Regions from separate parts of the Mus musculus genome. Here all the other regions are linked to region 3. Evidence: chromatin contacts called from public HiChIP or PLAC-seq data. All regions are on one chromosome and are shown on one strand. The core of a region is the stretch at or near the end of the contact, and the rest is flanking DNA. Distances in the headings are between cores, read along the strand shown.

Region 1 (4,385 bases), core at 1,149-3,648, 120 kb before region 3:
GGCTTGGTGTCCAAGTGTGGGGTCAGATGGTCAAGAGAGTGAGGGGAAGGAGGAGGCTCCGCCCACTTTGAACAGGTAAGGTGAGGCATTCACTGTGATCAACTGCACATACCTCTGTAAACATGGGGGGAGGGGCTATGCACTGAAGGCCATGGAGGGGGTTAGGAGATGACCCAGCTGCTAAAGTGCTCACCAAACAAGCGTGAAAAATCCAAGCTTCATCCCCAGAACCCACATAAAAACATAGGTATGGTAGCCCATCCGTGGTGGCACAAACCTTGGAGCTCAGCATTCACGAGGCAAAAGCAGGTAGAACTCTGTGAGTTCGAGGCCAACCTAGCCTACAGAGCGAGTTCCAGGACAGCCAAGGCTACACAGAGAAACCCTGTCTCAAACAAGCAAGCAAGCAAGCAAGCAAGCAAGCAAGCAAGCAAACAAATACAGAGAGATGATATCTTATGCAATGTGAAAAAGCGATCACCTGTCAATAAAGAGCCGATTGGCCTATAGCTGAGGCAGGAAATAGGAGGTGGAAGTTCCGGTCGGAAGAAAGGGTTCTGGAATAGAAGCTTGTGGGAGGATTTGCCCCGGGCAACCCTAAGGAGGACAGACGCGTGGAACCTGAGCAGAGGTAACTAACTGGGCATGTGCTTTACATAGAATGGGATAAGTGGGTTATTCAGTTAGGAGCTAGTTAGAGAGCATGTACAGCTTTGGTCTAGGTATTTGTAAATATTTAACAAGTCTCAGAATTGTGATTTTAGCGAACAAAGTGGACAGGTGGAAAATCCTGAGATTACAGATGGCAAAGCCCACTAAGACACACACACACACACACATGCACACGCACATGCACCTGCATACACATGCACATGACCATACATACCTGTACATACCACACGTACTAAATAATTATAAATAAAAAAGGCAATAGAGATAGCAATAACCAGAAACCCTTCTGGACTATGGTTACTATAGACAGAGCCTCATTACTGTAGAAGGAAAAGCTAAGGTTCAGCAAGGTTAGAGACTCAGCCAAGGTCACACAGCTTATTCAAAACCAGGTGGGATTAAAAATCCTAGGCTATGCTGGGTGTGGTGGTGCAGATCTTTAATCCCAGCGCTCAGGAGGCAAAGTCAGGTGCAATTATGTGAGTGTGAGACCAGCCTGGTCTACAAATTAAATTGCAGACTAGGCAGGAATACATAGTGAGACCATGTCAAACAAACCCCAAAAGCCTAGGCTAAGCCTTCTATCCCTTTTCATTTATTTTTTGGTTTATCCATTTTTAGAACTAGCCTCTTGGCCCTGTCGGTAGTTCTAAGGTGTAGCTGGTACACCAGGTTCCACAAGCTCAGACATTTTTGTCATGTGAAACCCTCCCTCTAGGGACCCCTGCCTTCTGTGGAGAGAATTTTGGTGATCTGGTAGTGAGAGGGATCCCTGCCTTAGAACTAACAACTGAGTTCGAGGAGTCCCATTTGAAACCCCCCTTACTCTCCACAGGCCCCGCCCACCCCGCCCCCACGCCACAGGCCCCGTCCCTAGGCATGAACAACCATTAGGTCAGAGCCTCCAGGAGCAGTTCTTAAGGTGATTTGTGTAGGGATTGGCCCAAGTGTAAGTGGCTTACTTTCCTCATCTCTCCTCCTCCTCCTCCTCCTCCTCCTCCTCCTCCTCCTCCTCCTCCTCCTCCTCCTCTCTCTCTCTCTCTCTCTCTCTCTCTCTCTCTCTCACACACACACACACACACACACACACACACACACACACACACACCAGTATAAACACTTGTTCAGAAAAAAGGAAAAAATAATTTCCAAGAATGCAAAGGAATCCAAGGTAAAAATACCCTTATGGTTGTTTCTGAGACAGGGTCTCATGTAGCCCAGGCTGGTTGCACACTTGCTATGTAGCAGAGGATAGCCTTGAACTCTTGATCTTCCTAGCTTTAACTTCCATATGCTAGGATTATATGTGTGCACCATATGCCTGGGAAAATGCTAGACGCTTATTTTTGTTGTTTTGTTTTATTTCTTGGAGCCCATGTTGGCCTAGAACTTGTACTAGGCAGCCCCAGCTGGTCTTGAACTCATGACTCTCCTGTCTCAGCCTTCTGAGTGCTGCTGGAATTACCACCCTGTACCTGGTTGGGTACAGATTTAAAAAAAAAATTATATATTTATCTTATGTACATGAATGCTCTGTGTCACACACATCAGAAGAGGGAATCAGATCCCGTTACAGATAGTTGTGAGCCACCATGTGGTTGCTGGGGATTGAATTCAGGACCTCTGTAAGAACAACTTAACTCTGAGCCATCTCTCCAGTCCTGGGCACAGATACTTTTTAAGAGCTCCCCAAAGGATTCGAAAGTGAATCTGGATTTGGGTTTTTGCCAGTGTGGTCAGTGAGACTGGGAAGTAGAGTTCTGCTTTGCCCAACAGAGCCCTGCCCAGCTGGGCCACTTCTCCATTCTGAAAGTGGGGAACCTTAGCAGCATTTAAAGTTGACTCCTTGCCCCCCCCCCCCTTACCCTGCAGTCAAACACATATTCTCCCCCACTCTCTTTTTTAGATTTATTTTATGTGCACTAGTGTTTTGCCTGTGTGTACATATATCTGTGCGGGGGGTGTTGGATCCCCTAGACAGAGTTACAGACAGTTGTGAGCTGCCATGTAGGTGTTGGGAATTGAACCCAGGTACTTTGGAAGAGTAGCTACTGCTCCTAACTGCTGAGCCATTTCTCCAGTCCCCCAAACACATTCTTAAGGAGTGAGTATTCCTGTAAGCTGGGAGCCTTAGGATGTTAGGTATTGGACCCAGAACCCAGTTTATAGGGAAAGGCCAAATCAAGTCTTGCCCAGGGGGCAGGGCAGTGTGGTCCACTTCCTTCATTTGCCTTCTCAGGCCTCCAGGCAGTTGAGCAGGTGTCCCTCTGTGCTGCACCTGCAGCCCAGCCCCTCCCTTCTTCCAAAGCAGTCCAGCAGGCAAGACAGCCCAATGCTTTGCTTGCCCCAGAAGGCTGAAGCTAGCTAGCTAGCATTAGGTGGGTCACAGAGATACTGGTCCTGTTGGGGACCCAAATAGCCTTGGTTTCACTGGTTGCTAGGCAGGGACCTGAGAGACTCCAAGTGTCTCTCAGTGTCATTCAGAGAGACCTCAGTGTTCCAGCTCCCTTCTGGCTGGGCTGGAAGACTCTTCTCACATAGTCTTTCTTAACTGCCCCTTAGGAGGTCTCAGGTCCTCTTTCCAGTGTTTGATGCTCCTGGGGTCAGGCAGGAGGTGGGAGTGGAGGATGCTGGGGTCATCAATGCTGTACCCCTGGATACAACTGCAGTTCCTATACAAAAGTTTCTGCTTTCTCAGAGTTGACCAGCAGATGGCGACAAGGACTGCTTGTGGCTTTCTGGGGTCTCACCTAGGGCCCAAGAAAAGCCCCTTTCCTTCCCTTCCCCTTCTTCTCCCCTTCCCCTCCCCTCCTCTCCCCTTCTCTTCCCCTCTCATTTCCCCTTCCTCTTCCCCTCCCCTCTCTCTGTTCCCCACCCCCTTTTTGAGACAGGGTCTCACACATTGCAGCTCTCAATAGATAGATCAGGCTGCCCTCAAACTCATGAGATCCACCTTCCTCTGCCTCTGCCTCTGCCTCTGCCTCTGCCTCTGCCTCTGCCTCTGCCTCTGCCTCTGCCTCTGCCTCTGCCTCCCCCTGGGTAGGATTAAAGACCTGCTGTCCCACATCTGGCAGAAATCTCTTTTCTTTTTTTGTTCTTGTCTTTTTGTTTTTTCTCTTTCGAGCTGTGGACTCTACAGACTCTACAGCCAGTGGCGATGTCCTGAATTGTAGTCACTGGACCCTGGCTCCCTTGGGAATCACATGGGAACAGATAAATCTTCCCAGGTAATGCTCATGGTGTTACTTGTCGGTTTCTGGGTTTAGCCATCTGATCTACCCCAGCCTCATTATGTTTAGGCCCAGTTCCTGTTCATTCTCTTCCTCCTCCCTGAATCTTTAGGTCCATATCTGGGGTGGTGCTGAACCATGTGATCTTCTGCATATAGCAGCAGCAGTCTTCACAGCAGCTGGGCCTATTGTAAGAGACTCTCAAGAGGAGGCTGTTAGCCCGATGTGCTGGAGAATACTTTTACTCCCAGAACTTGGATGGCAGAGCCAGGTAGATTTCTCTGAGTTTAGGGCAAACCCAATCTACATGGTGAGTTTCAGGCTGGCCAGGGCTACATATGAGACACTGTCTTAAAAATAAAAATAAAATAAGTGAATAAAATAAGATTTAAAAACATTGAGCTATTAATGGCTGATATTTCCTCATAGAAATATGTGTGTGTGTGTGTGTGTGTGTGTGTGTAGGTTTAGGTTCATTGGCCT
Region 2 (4,795 bases), core at 985-3,484, 70 kb after region 3:
GCACACCTTTAATCCTAGCACTTGGGAGGCAGAGGCAGGCAGATTTCTGAGTTTGAGGCTAGCCTGGTCTACAGAGTGAGTTCCAGTGCTGACCCCATACCCTTCACACCCACACCATTAGCCAGTTCACTCACAAATTCTATGGCTGAACAAGAACCTCGAAGATTGACAAGCAGGCTCTCCTACCCCAACCTTTCTGTAAGCGCTCTGAATTCAGGGTTGTGTCTCTCCATTACAGGTCAATAGAACAACAGAAAACAGCTTATATTGTTGGGTCTCAGTGAACCACACTGTCATCATTGTCAGGAATCGGCCAACACTTCATTGTCTGATTCCTTCCAGGTCCAGTTTGCAGGTTCACGCTACAGAAGTTTCAGTGTGACCATATGTGGTGAGGCAGAGAAGGCTTTGTGGGGTAAAGGGTGGGGGTTCAACCAAGCATAAAGGTAGAAACCAACGTGAGCCATAGCCACAGAGCAGCTTGGGACCTTTTGGGATGGCTGGAGAAGAGAGTACAGCACATTAATGGGCTTGTGCTCCACTAAAGCTATCAGCAAGGATACACAATGATCAATGGCCATGTAAAAAGCCCATGAATAGATCCATGGTCGGTTGATTGACAAGTTGAATACAAGGCGCTTTGATGGAGAAGCAGCAATGTCCATGGCTGGAGAGACGGTACAGTCAGTAAAGTGCTTGCTGCATGAACATGAGGCCTGACTTTGATCAATGGGCACATGAAATACCAGGCAGAGTGGTAGGTACAGTCTTGGAATCCCAGTGTCAAGGAGGCAAAGACAAGAGAATCCCTGTTTTGAGACAGGATCTCACTGTGTACCCCTGGATAGCCGGGAACTCACTATGTAGACCAGGCTAGCCTGAAACTCACAGATTCACCTACCTCTGCCTCCTGGTTGGTTTTTATTATCAACTTGACACAACTAAGAGTCATGGAGGAGGACAAGTCAAAGCAGATTGGCCTGCGGCTGTCTTGGGGGCAGGGGGAGTGGGTTGTCAGATTGTCGATGGATACAAGAGAGCCCATCCTGGGCAGTTGGTCCTGAACTCTGTAAGCAGCCAGCTAAGCACACAAGCAACAGTCCTTCCATGGTTTCTGCTTTCTGCTGCAGTCCCTGCCTTGACCACCCTCGGTGAGAGCCTGTGACCTGAAACTGGAGGAAGAATTAAGCCTTTCTTCCTCTAACTGGTTCTGGTCAGGACAAAGATCGAAGCACAACAGGAGAGCAAACTAGACACACAATAGAGCTTTATCTACTGACAACCCCCACTAACCCCTCCTCACAGCAGGAAGAATAGTGCCTGGCCCTCGGGGCAAATGATGGATGTTCAGACAGAAAGCTGTGGCAGAGACAGCAAGCTTCAGAATCCACCCCAGGACTGCAGACAAGCCTTCTAGAGCATTCTTATTTACAAGGTTGCTAGCTTTCCCCTTCCCTGCTATCTCGAGAGACTCGTGTTCTCAGCCCCGGGAGAGATCTCCATCAGTCACATTTAATCAATCACCAGACACCGCCCCTGCCAGACACAGTGGCTAGTGCTCCGTCAGCCCCCTTCACTGAGCGTATTCCAGGTAGATGTACCAAGTCCTGTTTCCTCGTCTACATGGAAAACAGACTGTCCGTTTCGAGAGAGAAAGTGAGGAAAGAGAGAATCTGAGTATATTCGGGTATCAAATGATGGCGGGTGGGGGCGGGGCAGCTGTGTGATAGCTTCTGGGTTTCAGAAAAACGAATGAACAGTGAAAAGGCTCCTGAGGAAGCTGGAGGCTCACTCCGAACATCGCTTGGTAGAGGCAGAATAAGTCACTGGAAGGATCTTTGGCAAAGTTTCCCTGGGTGGAGCATGCTGTCTGTTCTCTATTTTATGGCCAGCTGTGTCATCGAGCCATGGGCTGCCACTTCCTGCTGGATGGTCACTAATGTGATGTCACTTTTATTTTTTCTAGATTCCCTCCTGGTGGTTAGCTGTAGTTATGCTTGGCCTGTCTCGGAGACAGGAAAGGGGCATGGGGAGAGGGGGAGAGAAGAGCAGGAGAATAAAAAAAAAAAGAGTTGGATGAGAAGCGGGGGAGAGGAAGAAAGGGAAGGAGGGGCAGCTTCCATAAATGACTAACAGGAGTCCAGCTTCTCAAACTCGGCTTCTGCCTCCATGCCTCACTCCGCTGACCAGAGGGCTGTGCCCCAGCTGCTGCTGCCAACAGGCACCTTCCTGTCCCAGGCCTGCGGCCAGCTGTGACCGCAAGTCCCCAGGAAGTCCATTCCCTCAAGTGGATATCTAGGCTGTAGGTCAAGATGCCTGCTAAAACGTTACAAATAAATCATGCAGTTAAAAATCTGCACATGACCCAGCACAGTGGCACACACTTTTAATCCCAACACTCAAGAGGGAGAGGCAGGAGGGAATCTCTGTGAGACCAGCCTGGCCTACAGAGTAAATTCCAGGACAGCCAGGGCTACACAGAGAAAAAACAAAGAGGGGAGAGAAGGGGGGAATGAGAGAGAGGAGGGGGAGAGGGAGGGGGAGAGGGAAAGGGATTGGGAGAGGGGGAGGGGAGGGGAGGGGAGGGGAGGGGAGGGGAGGGGAGGGGAGGGAAGGGAAGGGAAGGGAAGGGAAGGGAAGGGAAGGGAAGGGAAGGGAAGGGAAGGGAAGGGAAGGGAAGGGAAGGGGAAGGGGAAGGGGAAGGGAAGGGGGAAGGGAAGGGAAGGGAAGGGAAGGGGAAGGGGAAGGGAAGGGGGAAGGGAAGGGAAGGGAAGGGGGAAGGGAGGGGAAGGGGGAAGGAGGAAGGGCAGGGAAGGGGGAAGGGGGAAGGGGAAGGGGAAGGGAAAGGGTAAGGGAAAGGAAAGGAAAGTCTCCCCTTTGCCGAGGCTGGAGAGATGCTCAGGGGTTAAGAGCGCATACTGCTTTACCAGGACCCCTGCTTAGTCCCTGGCACCCTCATCCACTGGCTTCAGACAAAGCCTGGGTGGGACCTCTGTTCCCTTAGAGGCCATCATGGCCAGGACTGTTTTGTTTACAGCTACCATAAACTCACCTAGAACACACATAAGGAAATAGGGATTCGCTTTAGAAGAATTCAAAAACCATGAAAACCTTCATCAAAAACCATCCAAGGATCCTGCTGAGGCTTGGGGACCATGGGGACCAAGCCAAAGAGCCCCACCCAGGCCTCTCTTACTTGTGTCTTGTGGCTCCCTCCACACAGCTTTCCCTAAGGGATAAAAATACAACCACTGACTTGACCCAGATTTCTGTGTCTCTGAGAAAGGCGTCCCTTCCCGAGTCTCAATTCAAAAGAGCATGAAATGCCAGGAAGACCTGAAAGTGGTTTGACTATTATCCCAGGAGAGCCTTGCAACTGGGGGATACCGGAGACTAAAAGCAGTAGCTGGTCCCGAGCATGGGGAGGGGCAGAGGGGCTGAGAATCCTGAGAGTGGCTGAAAGCAGCCAGTGAGCATAGGGGAAGAAAAGGGAGAAAGGGGCAAAACCCTGGGGGAAAGAAAATGTAGACTGAACATGAGACACACGGTAAGGCAAGGGGACGTGACCAAACCAAGATGGGAACCAGGCACTAGAACCACCGGAGCCAATGAGTCTAGAGTCTGACTGAGGGAGGGCACCCAAGGAGATATGCAAAAAGACCCTGGGATCTGCTGGTATGAAACCTTCAGGGATCTATTCAAATGCCATCTCAGTGGAGGCCCTGGTAAATACAGCGTCAGGGTGAGCAGGTGGGTGAGAGGTGAGGTAGGGACAGGAAACTGCTTTTTTTCCACTGTAGAACGGGGATGCGAAGGCCTTTGCGTGCAGCCCTCCCTCTAGTTGATCAAATCATACCAAATGCTCGTGTGCACAAATACGCAAACGCAAGAAACAGTTCCTACTAACAGCAGCTAAGTCTTATTTCAAGATTCACTCTTCTCTGACCCAAGGTCACATTCTATTCTGTTACCAGGACACTCTTGGTCTGATTCCTGGAACTCTGGCTGGGGCTGGAGAGGGAATGCAGAGAGGACAGACACACAGATGCACAGACACACAGACATAAAGATACACAGACAGACACACATTCAGAAAGCCTGCAGTCATGTTGGGGTGTGTTCGCTCTGGTGGAGTGGCCCATCCTTCTGTTGGAACTCAGAACTTCAGCGTTGTTTGTTATGCACAACACAGGGGAACTAGTCTTGCCAGGAGGTCTCTGTTGGGGTGCAGTCTCAGGCTGTAAACATCTGAGAGGAGAAGGAAGCTGCAGTTGCTAGTTTTTTATCCACGCTGATCAATCATCTATAATCACAGAGGAAGGTTTTACCCATGTTGAGCCTGGCCTATATGGGAATGACTTTGCCAATGTCCCATGGATCTTTGCAGCCATATCCCTGGCATGGCACATGCCCATACCAACACATTCACTCAGGACTTCACTCCAGGCTTCCTCCACTCCATACAATCTATTTATTGCATGTACATATGCCTGTGGTATTTGCACATGCGTTATACATATATAGATCTAGGAGACGCATGTGGAAGCCAGAGGGCGACACTGGGCGTCTTCCTTAGTCCCTCTGCACTTTATTTACAGAGACAAGTTGGGAGGGTCGGTGTTGTCAACGACATAGTCTAGAGTCTATGAGACTGTCTAGATCAGGTTGGCCTGTGTCCGTATCTGCTGGAGGTTACCTTGATTGTGTCCATCAAGGTGGGAAGGCTTGTCCACTATGTGCGGTGCCATTCCCTAGGCAAGTGACTATAGAAGAGGGAAGAAAGTGAGTGGAGCAC
Region 3 (4,235 bases), core at 271-2,770:
ACTCTGGTTTCCATGGTTCACTCCCACAGGATACAGATCTCTGTCCCCTGGCCACACTCTGCTCTCTCTTCCCCATGTCCCCTGACAGACCAGCACCTTCCCCCTTACAAGAAGCAGTTACTCCAGGATGCCTCCCTGGCTGTTGCTCTGTCCCTATCTGCCCCTCATCACACATAATGTACTCCCAGGCTCTGAGCTGAATTCCTCCTCCAGAAATTCCTGCCACTTTCAGCTGTCTTGATGCTACAATGCTCATTATGGGGACTTACCTGGGTCCTCACTTGGAACCACAGACAACTCAATCTTGAAGTACTTATCGAACCCCAAGGAGCCATCAAAAAGTGATATATCCACCGCACACATGTAGGTGTCTGCATCCTCCAGGGTGAGGCTCTCATAGGTCACTGTGAAGGTGAGGTTGTCTGGATGGTCCCTGATGGTCACTCGGCCATTCCTAACTTCTTCTGAGCTGCTGGTCTTGACAATATCTTTACAGAGTACCTTCAGTGACCCTCTGCACCAGAATTTGTCCTTAGTCTTGAATTTCTCCTCGTATTGACATGACACACTGAGCGATTCCCCAACAGCGCCTGTGATAGTGCTGGGGCCATGCAGTGGGACACAGCCTGGAAAAGAGTAACTTCAATTCTGCACCCTGACAGCTGGATGGGAGTAAGTCCTCCCTTTGGTCAGTTCTTAAAAACCCTCTGGTCTCTAGGAAAGAGTGAGAAAGGAGACAGGCTTTGTCAGAGCAGGAGTCAGGACTGAGGTCATAGAGAGATTATAAAATAAATAGAGATTATGTGATTATGGCACTGACTGTCACAGGTGACCCTCCCAGTTGTCCTGAATCTGCCTCAGGTGTGGTAGACATGACTGTATTGTGCACAGAAACCTGGCAGTACCTGGGGAGCAGATGCTGATGGTCCTGGGCCCCACCCAACCCCAGCCCTACCCTCCTGATTCTCTCTAGACCCTTCTGCCTGTGCTGGCCTCTCCCTCACTCTCTCCCCCTCCCCTTCCCCCCCTTCTCCCTCTCCCCCTCCCCATCCCTCTCCCCTCCTGTCAGACTTACAGCAGGAGTTCTCCTTTCAAAGCTTACACCCTACACATCTGCTCATGCTCACCTGGGACCTGAGAGAGGAACAGAGCTGAAGGCAGCCACAATCTTATTACTCTGGGAATCATTTCTTCAGCTCCGCTGTCACCTGTGCCCACATCAGGGCCAAGAGTGGAGAAGGATCTGTCTCAGTCTAGACAGTAGAATGTTCTCTTGCCTAGTTCTCCTTTCTGTCCTCTGCTTCCTGGTCTCGTGCTCTTACGTGAGGCTCCAGATGAACAGTAGCAGGAAGGGCTCTGTTAATACTCCAGGCCTTAGAGGCTTTGGTTCCTACCACACAGAATAAGTGGGGACAACCACTGCTGTGGATTGAGGGTGCCATCTGTCACCTAGCCCTTACCCGAGGGCTTCCCTGCTCCTGCCAGAGCCCTGGAGGGGCATTTCCATTTCCGGTCAGGTTGTCCACCCTCTGCGACACACACTTCCTGAGTGGATTGAAAAGCTTCCCTTCTGTTGCTCTAGCTCTGTGACCACAGAGGAACCATCTCCTTCAAAATGCAGATTATAGGGCACTATTTGTCCATGGCGTCCCTAGAACTGTTTCCAGGTTTACACTACTGATCAAGGTCATGCTGTGACCCTATCCCTTAATGAGAGTTTATCTGAGTGCTGTATCCTCCAAAAGAGTACAGAGCTGTAGGTCACAGCTTTCTTTTCTTCCGTCTTATTCTGTTTGGGGTGCTGTTTGTCTGTGGCAGCATATCTAGCCCAGGATGGCCTCTATGTAGCCAAGGAGGACCTTGAACTGATTCTCCTACCTCCATCTCCTGAGTCCAGCAGTGTAAGGTGTTTGTCACCACAGCCCATCCATGCTGAACCCAGGGCTCTACGCATGCCAGACAAGCTCTCTGCTGACTAAGATGCATCCACAGCCCTGATTATTTGAGACAGTATCTCACACTGCAGCCCAACCTGGGCTTGAATGCAGTATTTAGCTGAAGCTAACCTTGAACTCAGAGAAATCTCCCATCCCTTGAGTGCCAGGCCTAGATGGGAGCCATCATGCATGGCAGCTCTGTCTTCTTGAGTCTCTGGGCCCCATACCTAGACATGGGCATGATTTCGAGTAGGTGTTGTGTGGTAGAATGAAAGAATGACCTCAGATCACTCCTTTCTGATGACTCAGTTTCCCAGTGCTGGCCATCCCCTTCCCTTTCATGTTGGAGAAGATGGAAAAGACGGAATCCAAGAGCCTGGTGACCTGCCTGACCATAGAGGTACCTACACCCCTCTGATCTACAGCAATATCTGCAGGCTGTGGTGACATTTGGGGGAGACCTTTTGCCCTTAAGATTCCCTGGGTTTAGACTCTCCTCTGGGTATCCAGTCTTATGTCACTCACTCCAATCCCCATTGACACAGAATGCAGATGTTCTCCCTACTAACACAGAATACAGATGTTCTCTCACTGTATCATTTTCTTGGCTCTCACTGACTGACCATCAGGGTATCTGCCTGCATTTTTCCATGTCCACTGTTTCTTTATGCTCTACAGAATATCAGATCAACAAGAGCTCAGAAAGTGCTTTGTGCATTCATTATGGGACTCTAAGACATGGTCATGCTTGCTATCTGTGTCTACTCACTGTTCTCTTGCTGCGAGGAGACACCATGACCACAGCAGCTAGTATAAGAGAAAGCATTTAGCCAGGGCTGGTGTAGCAGTCTCAGAGGCTGAGTCCATTGTTATCATGGTCAGCATGGTGGCAAACATGGCAGGTCTGGAGCTGGAGACATAGCAGAGAGTGACATGCTGATTTTCAGGTAGAGAGAGAAAGGCAGAGAGAGGTGAGAAAGAAGGGAGAGAAGAAAGATGACAGATGAGAGATGCGTGTGAGCTTTTTAAACCTCTAAGCCCACCCAGAGTAATGCACTTCTTCCCCAAAAGCCACACCTCCTCCTCCTTCAAACCCTGTCCACTCCCTGGTGACGAAGCATTCGAATAAATGAGCAGGGTTGGGGGGTGTAGGGGTGGGAGGTCATTCTTATCAAACCACCACAGTATCCAATGAGCTCTCAATGTGTCCTAATACAGTAAGTGGGTGGGATATTCAGAACCAGCACGTCTATGCCTACAGCCATCTAATGCTTGGTGAGACTCTCAGAGGCTTTGGTTCTGGCAAATTCAACATGGTGCCCTGGAGACTGACTGAGGTTACAGCTGCCTGGAAGGACACACTGGAAATCAGGACTTGGAAATGGACAAAGCAGGTGTCTATCCTGATGCTCTGGGAAGGAGTTTGTTTCAATGTTTCCCCTCCTCTCAGAGTGAGCAGCAGAACAAAGCTGGAAGCAGTGTGTGTGTGTCCACTAACCCAAGGTTCTCTTCAAGCAGGGCTCACATTTTGGGTGGTCTTAGTGCCTTGCTCATGATAGCTGTAGTAACTAGGACTATATATTTGAAAGCGTGCTTCAGAGACAGGAAAATTAGCAACTTACTTTTGTGTCCAGCAAAAGTCTGCTGAGGTCCATACTGTACAAAGCTGTGATTCCAGGCTTCTGCTGTCTTGCTCTCCTGTGAGCTCCCAAGAGCTGACTTCGCCTGCACATGTAAGATGGTCATTACTGCAAGAGTCAGAGAGAGGTAGGTAGTGGACTGCAAGCGCTTTCCCCATGAGTGGGGCCGATTCACACTCACCCACACATGTCAGGCCACAGAAACAAACAGAGCCACAGAAACACATGCAATTGCTGTGGGGAAAGAGGAAACCGAGAAGACAATGGTCTGCTCATGCCTCTTGCCTAGCTCTACCCTGCAGTGAGAAGCAAGAAGCCCAAAGAGGAAGAACCTTCAGATGTCAGAAGAGGAAGTTTGTAGACACACCAAGTGCTGATCACTGCAACTCCACCAGTACAGACACATGTGGGAGGTGCCTCGTAGGGCTTCTCCGGACCTGTGGCACCTCCTTGTATGTCCTCAGGGTCTTCTGCTGCTATCAGGGCCTCTCCAAGGAGCAGGAGGGAGGCAGGTCCCTCTCAGGGAGAGGTGGTAGTGGTGGTGGCAGAGGCCTCCTCTGGGCTGGATGGCAGACTGGATAAACAGAGGGAAGGGAGGGAGGAACTCAACACCAGTGTTCATCCCGTTCTGCTTTCTACTTGTGGACACAATGTAAGC

What was found. HiChIP or PLAC-seq counts read pairs in DNA pulled down with a chosen protein or histone mark.
Region 1: an H3K27ac HiChIP or PLAC-seq map of microglia shows a contact between it and region 3, with 4 times the contacts expected there. The contact joins the enhancer-like site here to the promoter of Cd300c2 in region 3. A contact is called at or near these places in 2 of 39 promoter capture datasets (macrophages and neutrophils), 4 of 115 datasets of contacts at active chromatin or transcription factors (bone marrow-derived macrophages, embryonic stem cells and microglia) and 2 of 9 other capture datasets (macrophages and pancreatic islet).
Region 2: an H3K4me3 HiChIP or PLAC-seq map of bone marrow-derived macrophages shows a contact between it and region 3, with 2.7 times the contacts expected there. The contact joins the enhancer-like site here to the promoter of Cd300c2 in region 3. A contact is called at or near these places in 4 of 39 promoter capture datasets (the C10 cell line, embryonic stem cells, macrophages and 1 more), 1 of 484 Hi-C or Micro-C datasets (bone marrow-derived macrophages), 3 of 115 datasets of contacts at active chromatin or transcription factors (bone marrow-derived macrophages, embryonic stem cells and neural progenitor cells) and 3 of 9 other capture datasets (adipose tissue, liver and macrophages).

The regions. Positions count from the first base shown.
Region 1 is chr11:114,877,438-114,881,822 of GRCm38.p6, forward strand. No RefSeq gene overlaps it. Among named protein-coding and RNA genes, the nearest start is that of Cd300a, 10 kb to the right of the region's middle. Within about 2 kb of position 2,399, at least 58 of the 459 cell types and tissues checked have an H3K27ac peak or open chromatin away from gene starts, as enhancers often do. A contact at or near this core is called in bone marrow-derived macrophages and microglia, where this site is marked.
Region 2 is chr11:115,069,952-115,074,746 of GRCm38.p6, forward strand. No RefSeq gene overlaps it. Among named protein-coding and RNA genes, the nearest start is that of Cd300e, 10 kb to the left of the region's middle. Within about 2 kb of position 2,235, at least 139 of the 459 cell types and tissues checked have an H3K27ac peak or open chromatin away from gene starts, as enhancers often do. A contact at or near this core is called in adipose tissue, bone marrow-derived macrophages, macrophages and 2 more, where this site is marked.
Region 3 is chr11:115,000,360-115,004,594 of GRCm38.p6, forward strand. Cd300c2 (CD300C molecule 2) reads right to left here and starts at 1,521. Exons shown (of 4, transcript NM_134158.1): 1 at 1,128-1,521; 2 at 270-626. The coding sequence starts at 1,188. It also overlaps a transcript of Cd300ld4 not described here.